Linked DNA regions of Bombyx mori: region 1 is linked to region 2. The links are chromatin contacts, called in public Hi-C maps. All regions are on one chromosome and are shown on one strand. Each heading gives the region's core, a stretch centred on a gene start, on an enhancer-like site or on the middle of the called end of the contact. The rest is flanking DNA. Distances are from core to core; before and after follow the strand shown.

Region 1 (2,700 bases), core at 59-2,558, 170 kb before region 2:
ACGCTATATATCCTAAACACACGTAAGTACCTACTGGACTTTATTATTCCAAATACATTATATTACTCAAATTATCCAACGGCATGGAAATATTCGCAAAGTCAACGCAGGCAATTAAAGGTGTAAATCTGGAAAATATCGTTTCTTGTTTGTATACGTAATTTAAGTCTGGGCAGCGCTCCGCTATTATGTTTGCATGAGCATGTGTTTTGTGGCATTGAACACTAATAATAATCGGTGAACTTGACATTGGGAGCGGAGGCTCGTCATCGCAGCAAGATTCACCTTCGCGCTTGCACATCGTTACGACTCGTTGGAGAGACAAGGATGAGCGATATTATCTTTTTGTATTCACGAGTGTTTGTAGGTCAGTCATGTATTTGTTCCGGACGATAGTCCGAAAGTCGGCTGGAGGTTACATTACGTGCCTAGTTATTTACGTCAGGACTGAGCAAATCAGCAAATATGTTTTGCCAAGATACACAATTAAAATTGATTTAAAAAAATCAAATGTAACTACACTTCCGAGAAACAAATTATGTATTTTAGAAAATATATTATTATGTGGGTATGTTTTTAAAGAAATTTTTTTTGAGAATCAAAGAAGATATGATAGGTATTTAACAGTTTCATCTATTTATTTATATAATATGGAATATTTAATCGTTTTACTCTATGAAAATTGCGGACAAAATTCTAATTTATTCCATTGGTTTTTTAACAAAATTGAGATCAGCGTACTCTAGCAGCCATTTTGAAACCTTTTTGTACGCAAGGAATCTGCAGACCATCGTCATGTTGGAAGAGTTCGCTAGATGGCGCTATGCCAGTGTAACTTTCTTTTTGAGTTTCACATAATAAAATATAGGTGGCATTGCTTGTTAAGAAGTTCAATCAGCTTTTTACTCGTATACTGAAATTTAAAATAAGATTTTTACTTACCTTACAATTTTTTTATATTACCATGTATTAATAATATATTATATTACCAAAACGAATATTTAATTAAGTATCTATCCAATTACCTACCTTTATAAATAATATTTTTTGTGTTTATATTGCATGGCGCGATATTTAAATAATACAAACAAACACAGTAAGATCTCTTTTTACTTTACATAATACCTATTAAATAATTACTGATAGTGAATTCAACATATTATTATGTTTTTAATTTTGTCATTAATGTGTGGTTATCAGTCTAAAAATATTTGGTTGGAAACTTCGCGATTCATCACATTGTCATGTTCTGTAGAGTGTAGACTAAGCGCTGCCGGACGGTGATTTTGCGACTGTACTACGTCAGCGATCAGTTCTTTAGCACGTTCCACGTAACAAAATGCGTCACTCGGTCGTCGCTCCCTTTAAAACAAATGAGTGAGATCATTTTGTTTATTACATTGCCCATTATGGTTTGACCTATTTTTATATGTTTATAGCCTTGTGCTGTGAATAGCAAATAGAATTAGTTAACAAAGTTTTTGTAGAAGTACATTTACGATAGCTTCACTGGTTAGTTATTGATTGGCGAGCCGGATTTAATTATTCTGTAGTATTATTATTTTATAATAGTATTATTGGTATTCGCTGTTACTATTTATAATATACTATTCAATAAATGGTTTATCGCACTATATAAACTACTAATCTATAATATCATCAAGTATTAGATTTTAAGTATTTGGGTCTTAGTGTATTTTTTTATAATTGCATGTTGTTTCTGATACTGATGATATACTGGTGGTAAAGTGCTTATGCAATTGGAATAACCGTCTTGTCTATAGTATTATTCTACGTTCTCTATTTTGTGAAGCAGTATTGCATTCCGGCCGTACGTACAGCCGTTCTCCTCTTCTTTTTCTCCACCTTATCCCATTAGGTGGGGTCGGCACAGTTAATTTTTCTCTTCCATTCTTTTCTTCTATGAGCCTTCATTGACACACTCCATCCATGTCTTCGGTCGACCTCTTCCTCCTCTACCTTGCACTACATTTCCATACATCTCCTAGTCACATGCATCTTCTCTCTACGCATCACAATATGTCCATACCACATACGTACAGCCGTTAAACTAAACAAATAAGATTTCGTGTCTCAAAGTAGGGGCGGGACTCGCTCTTTGATGACTACGGGTCCCTGTAATGGCTCAACACCAACTGAGCGCGTCCACCCGTCTAAGCAAACAACAACAAAACAATTTAATACGAAACATCATAAACTGAAAGTCAGTATTTTCCACTCACTTTTTGGATATTTTTAAAATTGGAGTTGATTGCAAATGACGCCCGCCTGTCTTAAATAGTTACGGAATCCACAGACACCGTAACAAGAATGCTGCTATACGCCTACCATGAGACATCTTGAGGCAGAAGTCGATCTCTCAATGATATCGGTATGGCTATTATTAGAGAACAGAGTAGTTGGATGTAGGTGATAATTTAATGACTCATTATGAATCTCTGCCTCTCTCTTTCTAGGTTAAAAAAACAAAAACTTATGCACAATTAATATTTTAAATACTATATATTACTTGCCAACAAAAAACTCCTCATTAAAAAATAAACCACATTTATTTGAGGTTAAGTTTCTGCTACTCGACGCTAGATGGCTCTGCTCTCCTGTTTGAGCGCTACAAATATAATCTGATAATATTAAAATTATTAATGTAAAAACTCCTTTTGTGGTGCGGTATAGCGGGAA
Region 2 (2,700 bases), core at 120-2,619:
TGATTCCAGAAATCGCGAAATTTAAACAAGTGCTAAGGGTTATTGCAATAATAAAAACAAGCTCTTAGAGCTTAGGTAGATAAATCTTTGAACATATTAGCGAACTGTATTCTTTAAGAATGTATAATAATACATAATACGGTAAGTTTTCATAATAGAGATTTTCTTTTTATTGCTTAGATGGGTGGACGAGCTCACAGCCCACCTGGTGTTAAGTGGTTACCGGAGCCCATAGATATCTACAAGGTAAATGCCGCCACCTACCTTGAGATATGAGTTCTAAGGTCTCAGTATAGTTACAACGGCTGCCCTACCCTTCAAACCGAAACGCATTACTGCTTGACGGCAGAAACAGGCAGGGTGGTGGTACCTACCCGTGCGGACTCACAAGAGGACCTACCACCAGTAATTACACAAATTATAATTTTGCGGGTTTAATTTTTATTACGCAATGCTATTCCTTTACTGTGGAAGTCAATCGTGAACATTTGTTAAGTACATATTTCTTAGAAAAATTATTACCCGTTTGAGATTCGAACACCGGTGCATCGCTCAACACAAATGCACCGGACGTCTTATCCTTTAGGCCACAACTACTTTCGAATATACTAATAATAATATTAGTATATTCGAAATATATTGAAATATAATTAGGCATATAAATGCGAACTAGCCGTACTCGTCCGCTTCGCTGGGCATTTAAATTAACCATTATTATTTATTGTCATTATTATTAGGGAGTCCAACACTCATAAATATTAGCCTATCCATTAAGTACATGTATTTTCTACATGGATACCAAGTTTTAAGTCAATCGGATGCATGGTTCAGTAGTTATAACGGAACATCCGTAAAAACCACTGTAGATTTATATATCCATATATTAATACGTGAAGGATAAACTTTGTATCCTTTTTACGAAAATAGCGTGGACGGAGGAGCATGAAATTTCTCACACTTAGAGAGCTATAGAGAAGGAGTGCAGAATGTTAATATTTTTTTAAATTATGCCTAAATAATACATTAAATCAATAAAAGAAACATGACACATACTACCACGTACCATGTACTCTTCGTTCATTGTCAAACTTTAGTTATTGTTCCAAGTCTGTGGTCAAATTGAGAATAGATTAATATTTTTTGTCTATTATGTAGCCTTCGCGAAACCTGTGATTATAGGAAGTAAAATAATAGTCTTTATAACTTATAATTTCAATTAATTATAGTCGAAATTCGACTACCGGGGCACCCCTAGTTAGTATAGATATGCTAATATTATTAAGATATTTTGTTGATATGTAGTAAAGTGGTCGGGATTGGGCGGCAGAGGGCACGGAACGGTCGGTAGCGCGTCGGCGGCGAGCGGCCTTGGCCGTGATCGTGCGCTCGATATAGCGCTGCCGACCCTCCGTTTGCCTCCATATAACACCCCCTCAAGGCCTCCAAACTCATCCCATGTTACAATTTCTGTTCTTCTTCGCTCTCTTCCATTTTTAAGAAAAACTTTTAATAAAGACCGTGAAAATTAATTTCCAAAGTAAAACAGAACAGAGCCTATTTACCGGTGAATAACTATTCAATGTTGTAGTTTAAAACCAGAACTAAACATGTCAGCAAATAATTTCAATATATTTATTAATAATTTTCCACAGAATATCGGTAAAGGTCATGACTGGGAAGTAACGAGAAATTATTTAACCGTCTGCTGGCGGGAAGGTTATTTTGTTTTATTGTGCACACTAAAACAATGGGTATAAAATTATATTTGTTGATACGAATCAATCCTTCGCAAAATCACTAAAGAACATTAGTAGGCAGACGGCGTAGTTGGAACGAATCAGAATTAGACACCAAGGCCACAAAACGAAATGATATCATTTATATAGCATGTCTGTCCCTGAACTCGCCGCCGAATGACGCACGTGGATTCGAATATCAACCCTGACCTTAGTAGTAAAAATAATCTCTGTAATGCTAGCTAATGGGTCTAGCCACCCTGATACAATTACCAAGGGTCAACATAAATCAATCTACATTAAATTGACATAATTCATCCAGCACTAAAGTAAATTGATAACACCCTATATGTATTAAAGAGGGTGTAGAGAAATGTTCCCAAAAACGATAGGTAACAGGTAATAGGTGTTGGTGAATGAAAATCGATAGCTAAAAATAATTGTTAAATAGTTTAAAATTTTATGCAATACATAATGAGCGTTACGTCCTTTACATTGGGTCCAGAAATTAGATTGGGCACGTAAATGATCATTCTATTTACGTTAAGGTGTGTGTTACTGCTACCGTTTCGGCCTTCGAGATTAGTTTCGAGGTTCAGAATAAAAAATCAATTAAATAATAATAAATTTATAAAAGAAACTTTTATTTCTGTTTTAACAACACAAGTGATCACTTTGCTTTTCCTTTCTTTTTGGGGACTTTTTTAGGCTTGTTTTGTTTCTTGGGTTGTTTTTTACCTCGACCTTTTGTTTTCTCCTTTGCCTTTTGGGCACGTAAGTCCTTTTTCATGCGCGGATCTACCACTTTGTACTGGCCCTTAACGCCCTGTGGTCTCTTCATACGCTTAGCAGTTGTATGTTTCTTGGCCACCACATAAGTGATTTTCTTTTTACCATCAGATTGTGCCTTCTTGTAAAGTTGTCTCACTTGTTGTGCTTTCTCTCGCTCGGACATATCAGCGTT

What was found. Hi-C and Micro-C count contacts between places; a contact is called where the count stands out from the background.
Region 1: a Hi-C map of posterior silk gland shows a contact between it and region 2, with 3 times the contacts expected there. The contact joins two enhancer-like sites. A contact is called at or near these places in 2 of 7 Hi-C or Micro-C datasets (middle silk gland and posterior silk gland).

Annotation. Positions count from the first base shown.
Region 1 is chr10:7,930,944-7,933,643 of ASM3026992v2, reverse strand. The region is part of intron 1 of E75 (nuclear hormone receptor E75); the gene reads left to right. Among protein-coding and RNA genes, the nearest start is that of E75, 37 kb to the left of the region's middle. Within about 2 kb of position 1,308, at least 8 of the 8 cell types and tissues checked have open chromatin away from gene starts, as enhancers often do.
Region 2 is chr10:7,765,545-7,768,244 of ASM3026992v2, reverse strand. LOC101737447 (pre-rRNA 2'-O-ribose RNA methyltransferase FTSJ3) reads right to left here. Exons shown (of 10, transcript XM_004927547.5): 10 at 2,349-2,700. The coding sequence ends at 2,407. Among protein-coding and RNA genes, the nearest start is that of LOC101737447, 8.6 kb to the right of the region's middle. Within about 2 kb of position 1,369, at least 6 of the 8 cell types and tissues checked have open chromatin away from gene starts, as enhancers often do.